Regions from separate parts of the Macaca mulatta genome. Here region 2 is linked to region 1. A link is a contact called in public Hi-C data. All regions are on one chromosome and are shown on one strand. Each heading gives the region's core, a stretch centred on a gene start, on an enhancer-like site or on the middle of the called end of the contact. The rest is flanking DNA. Distances are from core to core; before and after follow the strand shown. Region 1 holds the start of TMEM147 (transmembrane protein 147). Region 2 holds the start of KMT2B (lysine methyltransferase 2B).

Region 1 (6,488 bases), core at 2,573-5,072:
TCCTTGAACTCATTCCAACCAGTTATGTTCCCTTGGGAAAAACAGGCCTCCTCTCTGACCTCAAGACCATTACCTCTGCCTTGCCCCAGTCACTCATTCTTTAGGTCTCAGCTCACATGTCCTCTGCTCAGGGGAGCCCGCACTGCTTCCATGGCAGGCCAGGCGGCTCCTCTGGATCCCCACAACCCGGTGTTTTCCCATCATAACCCTGATTACCTGCAGCCTGGCTCCCCACAGTCCAACCGCCCAGGCTTCACCGTCTTCTGCCAACTCAGCCCTAACCACTCCAGTCTCTCTCCCTGAACCCCATGTAAGCTGGGATTATTCCAGCTGGTAATTTCTGCAACCTACACTTATCTCAATGTGTGTGAAGAGCTATGTGGGGCATGGAAGTGTGGGAGAAAGTGACCTTGTCACAAGTCCACCCAGAGACTGCCCCATCTACTTCGTTTCCACATCAAAGTCAAAGCGATCAATCACTCCCAGCTCCCGAGACCCGTGGACCCTGTCTTTATTCCAAACAATGAGAAAGAGTGGGCCTAGATGGCGGCTGCCCTGTCTGAGGGCAAATGCTCCCTCCGGAAACACTGAGACAGTCATAGCGAGCTTTCCTAGGCCTAACCTTAAAAAAAAATCATGGGCCGGGCACGGTGGCTCATGCCTATAATCCCAGCACTTTGGGAGGCTGAGGCGGACAGATCACAAGGTCAGGAGATCGAGACCATCCTGGCTAACTCAGTGAAACCCCATCTCTACTAAAAACACAAAAAAATTAGCCGGGCGTGGTAGCGGGCGCCTGTAGTCCCAGCTATTCGGGAGGCTGAGGCAGGAGAATGGCGTGAACCCGGGAGGTGGAGCTTGCAGTGAGCCTAGATCACGCCGCTGTACTCCAGCCTGGGCGTCAGAGCAAGACTCCGTCTCAAAGGAAAAAAAAAAAGAAAAAAATCATATGGAACCTCAACAGCCTGGAGGAAGAGGGGCAACTGCCCTAACCTACTCCCTGGGGTACCCCACTGGGAACGTCAGGGCTGGGGAACATCTTCCTGAGTGGGGAAGGTGTGCATCAAAGTGGAGCTTAAACATGACATTCAAAACTTCTGACACATCCCCCTCAGAGAGAGGCGGGGAGCTGGCTTCAGTGGACCAAGGAAGGCCGAGAATGGAGGGGGGCATCCAGGACAAGGTCAAAGCTGGGGGCCCCACTGCTCTGCTCCTTGGCTGCAGCTGTCTCTCCACTCCACCCTGAGAAGGCTCAGGCTGGGATCTGAGCTGAGGGCCATAGAACTGAGGAGCTCACAGTCACAACTCTCCCCCCAGCCTCATGCTGACCCCATGGCTTGAACGATGTTAAGAATCTGGCTGGGCAAATTATTCTAGGGAGCAGTTTCAGAAAAGCTGATTTTGCTGGTTGGATAAAACCAAAGGCCGAGCAATTGGACTGTCCACTGTGTAACAAGGGGCTGCAAGTGGTTGCAAGCGGGAGGATGACCCGGTTACATGGGTTTCAGATAGATCCCCTGGCTGCCATACAGAGGATGGATTGGAGGGGGACACTGGGGCCGGGAGCCTCAGAGGTAACCAGCCCGGGAAGGACCTGTGTGGGGAGGCCCAGGTTGAGGCTGTGAGGAGAGGAAGAGCCCCCAAGGGCCTTCTCTTGGATTCTAGCTCCCCTCTATCACCTGTTCCCTGAGGGCCCTGGCCTCTGCCATTGCTCAAAGATCATCCAAACATTGTCTACTCCTGACAAACTAGGAGCCTGAGGAACAGGACATGGGATAAGCCAGTGACTGGCTAGCTTCCAGCTTGTCTACCTGGCTCCTGAGCCAGAACCAGGGCCTCTGGGACCCAGGTGGGCACGGTATTGGGAGACAGTTCCCAAGAGAGAGAGAAATGGAGGCAGCAGCAACTTTCCAAATACTGTTTACTTCACTAAAACCTGAAGCGAGTCAGGGAAAGGGTACATCAGTATCTGAGACACCAAGCCTAGGAGTGCACATTGACAACGGCGACGTACAGGGCCAAGGTGCTGAGGGCCAGCAGCCCCGTTACCACTGCTCGGGCCAGTAGGGCTGTCCAGCTGCCCAGTGAGCAGAGGTGGACGAAGGTCCTGCAGGAAAATGTCACCATGAGGGAGGGAGACTAGATAACCCACCCCACTTTGGACCCAGCCCTAAACCCCACCCAGCTCACTCCATCACGAAGGCCTTGTAGACACTGAGGAACATCAGTAGGAGGACAGCCGGCCGGAAGGTGTGGTACAGATCATAGCGTGTTATCATCCAGACCTGAGCAGATGCGACGATGTAATGGACCTGGAGGGAGGCGGAAAGTTGGGGCCAGGCCTCGATAGGAGTATGGCCGCCAGCAGAAATGTGTGTGTGGGAGAGCAGGACTGCCTACCAGACTGATGTTGGAGTCTATGCTCATCTGGATGTACTTCCAGTCAAACTCAATGCCCCGGGCTCCGACCCATAGGGGAATGCAGCTGAGGAAGGCAAAGGATGGGATTCTCCAGTACCCAGACACCTTCAGTACCAGGCTGTGAGCCCCTGCCCTCCAGCACCCCCGTGGAACCCAGGTGTCCCTTCTCAGGTGTCTGGGTTCCAGGCTGCTGCACGCACCGGGACATAATAAGCTCAGCGGTGGCCCAGCCCAGGGCAGCAACCATGATCTTGTACTCCCCCTTGCCGGCATTCCGGGACATGACAAGGTTTAGACCTATCAGGTCTGCCACATCCACGCTGGCCTTCATGAACTCCTGCGGGTCAGGTTGAGGCTTAAGTAAGCACAGGGGACAGGGAGCCCCGCTCCTGCATGCCCTGCCCTTCCCTGGCCCCTCTCACCCCAATGAAGTCATAGATGCCGCCTTCCCAGGTGGGAAAGAAAGTGGCCAAGAACAGCATCTGAGAAGAGAAAGCAGAAAGAGGTCACTTCAAGGTGAGGGGATCAAGATAAACCACGTGGGATTTGTGGGAAGTTCGTGGGTATGAGGAGGGCAGGACAGGTTCTGGGGACCCATCTGGAAGAGGAACCACCAGATGGTGGCAAGATTACAGGAATGGGGGAGATAGAGGATAGGTCCCCGGGTCCCCGAGGGGGCTGGAAGTTGGAGTTCTGGGTGATCACAGGGCATCTGAGTCAGGTTTGAAGGTGCTGCTCCTTGGGCAGTGTTAACAGCATGTAGGGAATCAGTGATCACTCTTAATCGCACCAAAAAAAAAAACACCTCTTAGCCAACCACACTACTGACGTTTTCTCAGTTTTACTAAGTGCGACGCAAAAGTTGCTTTTAGGCCTCTTCTCAGGTCGTGCCCTCTTTAAAGTCTATCCTTTCTAGGTATCCTGACGCCTCCCTACGCTGAGTCCCGAGGGCGGTCCCACCGTGGCGGGGGATACGCAACGGGGGCGGGTCCCTGGGTCTGCAGAGCCTGGGGGCCAGAACACGTGGATTCCGGCGGCCCTTACCTTGCAGAGTTGGACAAAGAGGTAGGTGACTCCAGCCTGGACGCATTTCCAGAAGGCGTTGTACTCGGACCTGGAGAAGCGGGAGGTGAGGCTCGGCCCGGGCCCCGCGCCCTCTCCGCCCCGCGCCCTTCCCGCACTCACAGGCCGCTGCACTTGTAGGTGATGAAGTAGGGGAAGTAGGCGAGAGCGAAGCAGTTCCCGAAGTGAAACAGGGTCATGACGCTGGCCGCCCGGTCCCGCCCGCGCGGGGATCGCGAGGCGGCGTCTCCGGCAGCGGGTCTCCGGCTCCGCCGGTACTTTCGCCACGGCCAGGGCCTGGCGCCCACCTGACTGGCGGGGGCCAGCGCGCGACCTTCTGGGATCAGTAGTCTCGGCGCGGGGCGTCGCGCCCAGTGACGTCAGAGCGCCCGTGGCCGGGCCCGGTTGCCAGCGCTCCCGGCCCAGCGCTGTGGGGAGTGACTTCCGGCCATGCGGGACCTCTCCCGCTGCCATCGCTGTCCCCGTCTCCCGAAGTGGAACCCGGCTTGACGTCAAGCGCGACCCCTCGCCCGTGGGCGCAGGCGATCGAGTAAGGGTGGGGCGGGCCTCAAACCCGGATCAGAACCCGCCGTGACCGGCGCAGAAATACGGGACGCAGCTGTGAGCACTGTTTTTTATTTCACCATGGACCCAGCGGCGTGGGGCGTCCGCCCCGGGTGCCCTTCCTCCCCCGGGCAGCCAGATGCAGGAACGGGAGGCACATGTACCGGCCCTGGCCCCTGGGAAGGAAAGAAGGGACCTTTCCGTTTCACTTGTCTCGGCTGAACATGTAGCGGAGGAGGTCGACCACCCGGTGACTGTAGCCATATTCGTTGTCGTACCTGTGGAGGAGGGATTGGCAGGCTCAAGGGGGTTCCTTCCGACCACCCCTTAGTTCCCCTGCAAGTCTCCAGCTCCTTTCCCCTTACCATGAAATGAGCTTCACGAAATTGTCATTGAGCGCAATGCCGGCCTTAGCATCGAAGATGGACGAGTGGCTATCACCGACGAAGTCCGTAGAGACGACCTGGGCGTCAGAATTTCAAAGATAAGTGTGTCCGGCAGAGCAAGGACTTCCAGGAGCTGACAGTGCTCTTAGCTCTATCGCCCATCCATGCATTCATCTATTTTTGATGCAGCCCTACTGTGTTCAGTCTCTGGGGACAGGGACCAAGGCACTCTACTGGGGTCTGACCAAAGGGCACAGGTCACAAACACCCTCATGCTGTACCAGTACATCCCTTTCCTAGGAATAATGCAAGCATTTGAAATGGGCCAGTATGGAGGGCCTCTCTGAGGGGTGGCCATGAGCCTGAGTCTAGATGACTAGGAAGATCTCACTGGCTCTGGCCCTCAACACAGCGTCTGAGGTGGAAGGAGCTGCAGGAACGGAGAACCTGAGGGTTTTAGCCCTAGTGTCAGGAAAGGCCACAAGAGTGTTTTCACTCCTGAAAATGGGTGATGCAGTGTGATTCCATTAAAACAAAAGATCCTGGCGACTGTGGGAAAGTGGACCTGCAGGAGTTAATGCAGGGAGACAGCACCAAGGTAGATGTACGGGGTCCACCATGACCATGGCATCCACTCCTCACAGAGAAGGCACCTGGCCATGGCCTGGCCCTGAACAAGTATTGAAAAAAATGAGAACTGTTGTCTTTTGTTCACTAAGCATGTATTGGTCACCTGCTGTCTGCCAGGTTGGAGCCAGAAAAGTGAAAACGCAGCCCCTAAATCCCTGTTTTCTTGGAATGCACACACCATTGGGATCAACAGTGACTGACAAGAAATTTCAGGTGAGGAATAGGGCCACAGAAAGAACATCTTTTGAGGGGGTGCCTTGCTGAAGAGGGAGGTTGAAGTAGAGACTTGGAGGAAGTAAGGACAGACTGTGTGGTCATCTGGGGGGGGCAAGCATTCCAGACCAAAGGAACAGGAAGTGCAAAGGCCCTGAGGCAGGGAGATCTCCCTTCCCGCCCTGCAGTTTCTGTCTTGACACATTGAGAGCAGCTCCCTGGCAAGTGGAAATCATGTCCCTCCCCAGAGGGCTCCTCCCAGGGTCTCCTCTCCTCAGCCCCTACCTCATCCTCGGTGTAGGCAAGGATGCCAGCCATGGGCCCCTTGGCTGCTGCTTTTATAGCCTCCTTGATGGCTGAGTAGGGGGCAGGCTGGGCGAGACGGCAGGTCAGGTCCACAACAGACACATCCGGGGTTGGTACCCGGAATGCCATCCCTGTCAGCTTCCTGGAGAATCCCCCATGAAGAACAGGAGTCAGAACTTAGGGACGTTGCCCTCCAATCCCCCTTGCCCTGTGGCCGGGCCAGGCTCCTGCTTTCCCCTTAAGGACTGAGGGCCAGTCCAGTCCTCCCGGGGTATGCCCCCACCCTGGTTGCGGCTTCTTGTCCTCATACCCTTTGAGCTCTGGGATGACTTTGGTCACGGCTTTCGCAGCCCCAGTGGAGGCTGGGATGATGTTCTGGTGGGCACCCCGCCCATCTCTCCAGGCCTTCTTTGATGGCCCATCCACTGTCTTCTGGGTGGCCGTGTAGGAATGGACTGTAGTCTTGGGGAAGAGAAGGACCAAGATGAGGCCTTCATAGTCCTAAGCTCCCATACCTCTTTTTTTCCGGGACTAGGGTAGTGGCCTAGGTGTGGAGGCTGGTGGGGCCACCACCACAGACCACAGGAGGGGACGTGTGCAGGCCAGGGTCCAGCCTTGACTGAGGGTTGTACAGTGTTTTAAAAGACTTCTGCACTGGTGGGCCTCTCCTCCCGAAACCAATCTCTCCCTCTTAACTCCATATAGTAAGCAAGGCCTGGGAAGAAAAGGTTGGGGTTTCCCTGCCATCCTGCCCCAGCCCCTCATCCTCAACTCACCATCAACCCTTCCACGATCCCAAATCGCTCGTGGATGACCTTGGCAAGGGGGGCCAAGCAGTTGGTGGTGCAGGACGCGTTGCTGCAACAGCCAAGGTGTGCACGGGCACTGTGAGGTGAGTTGCAGAGC
Region 2 (6,563 bases), core at 928-3,427, 160 kb before region 1:
TCCCAGGTCCTGGGCCGGGTCCCTCCTTACACTTCCAGCTGCCAGTTTGGTGTTTCACTGGAACCACAGGAGGTGGGGGCTCAGGTTTGGGGATTGTCACAGCTGCTTCTGCCACCACTACTGCTTGCTGCTTCCTCCTGCAGGGGCCTGCTGGCCGTCCTGGGGGCCGTCCCCGAGACCGCCGGGGGGTGGAGGGCTCACACGCCCGGCTCCGGGGTGCTGGGGGTGCCTGGGCTCGCCGGAGAAGTTCAGTCAGTGCCTGCACCATCCGTTCTGTGCCTTCCTCACCCCGTTTCCGGGCAGGGGTCTTTGAGGGGGTAGGAGCCACATCTGCTAGGCGAGGAGGAGGAAGGGGGGTCGTCTTATGCTTGCGACCCCGACCTCGGGGCGCTCGACCTAAAAGGAGAATAGGTGTGGGGAGATGGATCAAGCCGGCCCTGCAGACAGAGGAAAGCGCTCCAGGAGGGCAGGGACTAAGTCTTGCTTGTGTGTTTCCCCCGCTGCCCAGACTAGCTTGGACTCTGAACACAGAACACACTCGGCAACTGACAGAGACTAGTTGAACAGGGAAGAGCTGACACGAAGGGCGAGGATAAATTCCTGTGACGCTACAGAGGTGGAGTTCCCCCGTCACTCACCTCGCTGGGATCGGAGCGCAGAGCGCAGGGAACTGGGGGCCACATCTTCATCTGAATGAAAACCCTGAAACTCCTGATTTAGGGGACCAGGGGTGGAGGGGAGAAACAGCAGTCAGTGCCAAAGCCCTCGTTCCACCTGAGGCATCGAGGAATATCCCCAGTTCCCACTTAACATACCCCTGCCTATTTAAAAAGAACAAAAAAGACTCAAAGGTCACGGGGAGTGCAAGAGAGGGTCTTTCCCTAGGGATAGAGGCGCCAGGTATTCTGAACCCCGATCCCCAGTGCTGGACCACAGCAGCACAACCAAAGCCATGGTTCACTGGCTCAGGAGAGACGACGACAGGGTCTCCTCAGGGAAGGCAGCAGGCCCCATACTCAGATTCCCTCAGAGTCCAACTGAGACCAAAGTGGGACCTCCACTGACACCCTCTCGGGCCACAATTTCTTTCTGAATTAAGTTGGGAACAGGGGCCCGCAAGTGGAGGGGCAGGGAGGGCATCAGATGGCTTTCGTACGGGCTCCACTGCAAGCCCTCAGGTGGTTATTAAGCGTCCAGGGTAGCAACCCACACCTTCCTGCCTGTTCTGAAAGGCTGGGGGAGAAATCCTGAGCTGAGCTCTGACCTGCCAGGGTGCCCAGTCCCGGCCTTCATCCCACTCCTGTTCAGCCCGAGCCCCAAGAGGAAACCCTCCACCATTCCACCTGAGATGCCAAGAGGAACTGGGGCCCTGGAGAAACCAGAAGGTTGCGAGGCCCGGCAGGGCGGCCCACAGGTAAGAGCCCAGACAGCTCCAACCTGTCTGCCAAGGCCACGCTGCCGCTGTCAACCAAGACTGGCTGGGCATGCAGTCCCCACTGCCTCCTCGCCCAAACCTCCACCGCCCTAGCTCTGCCAGCTGCCGAAAAGGATCGGCCCAGGACACTTCAGCGGGACCGACATCGGGCGCGAGTGCCCGGCTGCAGCCTGGGCTCCTCTACCCACTTCCAGAGGCCCTTTCCCCCGGAAGCTGCATGCAGCCTCCCTCCCTCCGTGCCCCGTCTCTCCGAAGGAACCCTGAGGACCCGGCCTGCCCACGCCACCCCCGGGACAACCCAGACCCCTGGAAGCCCCGGCCTCCGCCCCACCCGGCGCCGGGGACGCCTCCGACCGCCTCACCTCCTCGTCGGATTCCCCGTCACTGCTCTCCTCCTCCGGCACGCAGCCCCGACTCGGACCCCAGCCCCGGCCCCGACCCCGGCCCCGGCCCCGCTGGACCCGCGGGCCGGCCCACAGGCGGCGGAGCCGGCGCAGGCCCCGGCGGAGCCCCAGCAAACGGAGCAGGGCCGTGTCCTCCCCGGGCTCGGCTCCGCCCGGCCCCGTCGCGCCACCGCCGCGCCGCAGAGCTACCCGCACTCTTTCGGCCCCGTTGCCCCGTCCGCCGCGGCCCCCGACCCCGCCGGCGCCCCGCGGCCGGCCCGGGAAGCGGCCCCGCGCGGAGCCAGGCCCGGGGCAACTGCCGCCGCCCGCCGCCGCCGCCATCTTGGCACCGTGAGAGGGGCCGGGGAGGCGGGGGGAGGGGCGGCCCGTGCGCAGGGCCGGGGGGAGGGGAGAAAGCGGGGGCGGGGCGGGGCGGCACCGGCGCACGACAACAACCAGCGCCGCCGCGGGGCCGCCGGAGGCCGGGGGCCGGGCCGGCCACGCGCAGGGCACCACGGGAGAGGGAGTCCGCGGCCGGCCGGCGCCCTCGGACCGCGCCTGGGGAGCACAGACCCCGCGTTGCGGCCGCAGAGGGCCGAGCCGCGGGGGCCTCCGGGAAATGTAGTCTGGACGCCTCGCTTCTTCCGCCGGCAGCCAAGGCGCGAGGGCTGGGACTGCTGGGTTCCCGGCCAGGACCCGGAAAGCGGGTTGCCGGGTCTCCGGGAGGTGTGGTCCTAGCCCCAGGCTCCTCCCATTGTTCTTGGCGAGGCCGGCGGCCCGCGTGGACTACCACTCCCAGGGTGCCGCGGGCTCGGGCCCCGGGACCCTGAGGCCCTGGGAAATGCAGTTCGCGGTTGCAGGAGGCGTGGGCTGGAGAAGGAGCGGTGGAAGGCATAGTCAGTCTCCGTTCCGGGCGCGATCCGGCGGCGGTTCGGCACGGCCTGGAGGGAAGACGCCGGAGAGGCCGCGGTCTCGGGGTCTGTGTGCTCCCGGAGAGGAGGCGGGTGGCCGAAAGCAGGGTCGGAGCACACGTTCCTCTCTCGCTCGGGCCGAGCGCTCCCAGATCAGACTCCGCGCGCCGTGGATTGCACTGGAAGGGGCGAGTGACTTGCGGTCGCACAGCCCCCACCAGCCTAGGACCGGCATGCCGCGAGGTGTGCCCGGACACCGAGCCCTCGCGGCCGGCTGCCTCCTGGGGAGGACTGGGAGCCTCGGGGGCGGAGGAAGTGTCCACCCCGCTGGACGGCGGACGCAGGACCACCAGGGGCCGCTACAGGACAAGGGGCGTGGGCGAGGGTGTGCACAGACTAAACTTGGCTTTCTAGTCCTGAAGGGAGAGCACAGGAAACTCTTTATTATGGTGATGAGATCGACAATCCCCCCCCCACTACTGTTAACCTTCGCTTCTGCACACTTCAGTGTCCTCACCCTGTAGGGCTCGCTGGCCTGGGCTTCTGCGACCCGCGATCGTCCAGGAGAGGGCACTCGGTGCCCTTTCTGGGGCGGAATTTGCTAGGCCGCCGTAGCAGCGGTGCCAGGTCAGAAGCCTAGCCGGCCCGCTTTTCGTTCTTTAATTGGACTCTTGACTAAGACGCTACCGACACCCCGTCAGGTGGTGGAGGAAGAAGGACAACAGGGAGAGGTCGAGGGCCGAGACGGCCTCGAGGAGGAGTAGAGGAAGGTGGAGCGGATGGTCCATCCTGGCGGGAGTTGGCTGGGCGAGTGACCGCGCATGTGCGCCTGCATGGAGGCCACGCTGGGACAGCCGGCCCCGCACAGGGGGCAGCGGTACGGAGCGGCCCCGTGAGTCCGCAGATGCTTGGTCATGGCCGAGAAGTCCCGGGAGCGCTGAGGACAAAGGCTACAGGAGAAGGGCTTCTCTCCTAGAGCGGTCGGAAGGGGAGGCGGGTGAAGGAAGGAAGCGGGCGAAAGCTGGCCAAGTTAGGGGTGGATCGGGCCACGGGGTGAGGGGATTGCGCGGGAACCGGACACGCAGGTGGAGACGCAGGTGGAGACTCAGGAGCGGAGTTGGGAAGAAAGCTGACAGTTCACACAGGGCGGGGCGCCCATACCTGTGTGGACTCGGTAGTGCGTCTCCATTTGATGCTTGAGTGAAAACCTCTTTCCACAGACAGAGCACGCATAGGGCCGAGACCGAGCAGGAGGGGCCGGGGGAGGGTGCGGGCGAGGTGGGCAGCCTGCCTTGTCCTCATGACCCGCACAGGTTGCAAGTGCACCTGTGGGGACAGAGAAGGCAAAGGAGGGCAGGGCCAGGAATCCCAGCGTCAACTCACTGTACCATTCAGGCAGGAAATCAAGGGCTACAGTGGGGCTGGGGCACGAGTGCCCCGGCCCGACTCACCTTTGTGCCCCTGATGAGACTCTTCCATCTCCCCAGGGCTGAGCTGTGCGGGGCCCTTGGGGAGGGAACCTGGAGAGAACAGTGGGAGGTAGGGGCCCTGCTCAGGCTGGACTCCTGGAGCCCCACCCCAGAGAAGGCACCGTGTTACAGGTGTATGCAGGGCATCGAGGGGCTTACCTGGGGTGGGGCTGGAGGAGGCCAACTGGTTCTGACTCCAGAGCCCTTTGGGGGCATTAAGGGACAGTGGGATCCTGGGATAGGGTGGGGAAGAGTTACAGCCTTGACTAAACCTGAGAGCCTGCCCTCTTCCTGAAGAGGGGGCGTCCCAAATCCTCTCCCCAGGGCTGGGCTTCGGCATGCCCTGTGGCGGCAGCTTCTTGTCTCATCCCCAGCTCAGGAACTGTGCAGTAGAGATGCGGTGCCTTTCCACCCAGCAGGGCTGCCCCTCCTGGGCCACACCCTCCCAGCCTGGAGGCCGGGAACTAGGCCCCTCCACTCACCTCTGGTCCCGCCAGACCTCCTGCCAGGCTCCAGTGGTGGGAGTGCTATGGTAGAAGGGAATACCATATCCGGGCGGCATCAGCAGGATGCTCCACAGGGCAGGCTGGCCCCCCACCAACCAAGGGGCCTCAGCCCACAAGGGCCCCGGGGTGACGCTGGTTTGCAGGGAGCCTGCTGGGGGAAGGGAGCCAGGGAGCTCGCGCAGACTTTCCTCAGAGCCCCCCGGATTCTCCCTCAACCACATGAGCACTCCATTCTTCCCATCTGCTCCCCTTTGGCCAACAGGGGCTTGGAGGCGTTTCTCCTTTGACCTGGTCTGTTCCCGCTGAGCCTCCTGTGTTGCTCCTGCCATCTCAGGGCTGCCTCTTGGTGCCGAGTGCTTGTGCAACATCTCCTGTTCTCTCCCACCAGTTCTAGAAACCTGCTCTGGTTTCTGCTTCTCTCCAGGGTCCCCCAGTTCTCTCTCAGGATTCCTTGAGGGTTTCTCTGGCTCCTCCTGATGTTTCTTCAGGACTGGATCTGGCTCTTTAGCCCTGTCCGCTCGAGCCCTCCAGCATGCCTCTTCCAGGGACTGCACTCCCAAGGCCCTGGCTGCCTCCTCAAGGGGCCTTAGCTCCCCAGGCTGCAGCTCTACACTCTCCCCATACACAAAGTGCAGGAGCTGGGCAAAGGTAGAAGGGCTGATGCCTTCTCCCAGAGCCCACTGGCCCCTGCGGCCCAGCTGCTGGCTGACACCTGCTAGCACCAGGCTGTGGGCGGGGAACTGCTGGCTCCCTACGGTGATCAGAGTATCACATAGTGCTGGCCGGAGCCTGGCTGCTAGCTGTACCAGCCGATCAGAGCCATAGGGGCTGGGCAGTCTTATGGGGAGCAGGGACATTGTGCCTTGCTTGGGTACCAATCTCAGAGGCTCTAAGAGAAAGGCCACAGTGTGAGGTCCATGGTTGAAAGGGGAGGGAGGAACATCTCATCTCATTTCAAGCCTGTGGATGTGAGGGGAGAGAGTGTGAGTTGCTGGTCCTAGATCAGAGCCCTCTGTCCTGAGTGAGCAAATAAAGTAACCCAAGAGAGGATTGGAGCTTATCCAGAATCATAGCAGGTAGGCATGATGGCGAGAGAATGGAAATCAGACCAAATTCAGGACTTAAAGAGCAAGGGCCAGTCAGTTAACAGAAATAGCTAGTAGTGGGTTTTAAGACAGGCATGTGGGAAGTCTTCCAGTTAGCAGCCTCTGACGTAAAAGATATCAGATACTGCCACTTCTGCTTCTCCAAGCCCCTGTGCAGGGAAACACCTCTGCACAAGCCAGGCTTTCTTCAGTACAGACGAGGATCACCACAAAACCCAGTCAACCCCGGCACTAAGGGATGGAGCATGACACAACTTCACCGGAGAGCTTAGAAAGCTGGTGGGTCCTCCCCCAAAAGCCCGTTGTGCCTGAAAGGCAGAGAGGGCAGCATGATAGGGATCCTGGCTGCAGGAACGCAGACGCTAAGGCATCCGGCAGTCATCACCGTGAAGCTGAAGCTTCTAGAACATGTCCTCAGGGAAGGAACCAGACATTCCCATCCAGAGAATGAGGAGAGCAGGTGCAGAAGCCACAGGAGTGGAGGCTCCTGACCCATTGATAGAGAGAGGTTTTGGAGAATGGACCCCTGAGGAGATGGGAGGAAGGGACATGGGGACTGGAGACAGGGAGGCTGTTTCCTCTCAAGATTCGGGTAAGGAGATGGTTTAATTTGTTTTTCATAAGGCAAAAAGTGAAGAATAGAAAGCACCCAACCAGGCAGGAGTTTCTCACACATCAGAACCACCACACTGGCTTTTAAAAAGAGAGCTGGGAACCCAGATACGAAAAGAACCAGAACCTCAGTGTCTTAGC

Evidence for each region. Hi-C and Micro-C count contacts between places; a contact is called where the count stands out from the background.
Region 2: a Hi-C map of fetal cortex germinal zone shows a contact between it and region 1, with 2.7 times the contacts expected there. The contact joins the promoter of KMT2B here to the promoter of TMEM147 in region 1. A contact is called at or near these places in 3 of 14 Hi-C or Micro-C datasets (fetal cortex germinal zone, fetal cortical plate and liver).

What each region holds. Positions count from the first base shown.
Region 1 is chr19:46,807,484-46,813,971 of T2T-MMU8v2.0, reverse strand. It overlaps TMEM147 (transmembrane protein 147), which reads right to left and starts at 3,822. Exons shown (of 7, transcript NM_001194024.2): 1 at 3,607-3,822; 2 at 3,466-3,535; 3 at 2,844-2,903; 4 at 2,622-2,758; 5 at 2,401-2,485; 6 at 2,191-2,312; 7 at 1,908-2,107. The coding sequence starts at 3,683. The coding sequence ends at 1,984. It overlaps GAPDHS (glyceraldehyde-3-phosphate dehydrogenase, spermatogenic), which reads right to left. Exons shown (of 11, transcript XM_001095332.5): 7 at 6,359-6,440; 8 at 5,893-6,044; 9 at 5,562-5,724; 10 at 4,413-4,510; 11 at 4,104-4,325. The coding sequence ends at 4,253. It overlaps LOC144329402 (a long non-coding RNA gene), which reads left to right and starts at 3,866. Exons shown (of 3, transcript XR_013410509.1): 1 at 3,866-5,276; 2 at 6,288-6,488.
Region 2 is chr19:46,962,118-46,968,680 of T2T-MMU8v2.0, reverse strand. KMT2B (lysine methyltransferase 2B) reads right to left here and starts at 2,177. Exons shown (of 37, transcript XM_015123697.3): 1 at 1,798-2,177; 2 at 639-711; 3 at 1-396. The coding sequence starts at 2,160. It overlaps ZBTB32 (zinc finger and BTB domain containing 32), which reads right to left. Exons shown (of 8, transcript XM_077982302.1): 4 at 4,681-5,664; 5 at 4,358-4,431; 6 at 4,181-4,249; 7 at 3,891-4,055; 8 at 3,137-3,701. The coding sequence starts at 5,561. The coding sequence ends at 3,427. It overlaps LOC106994742 (a long non-coding RNA gene), which reads left to right and starts at 2,664. Exons shown (of 2, transcript XR_001441404.3): 1 at 2,664-6,089.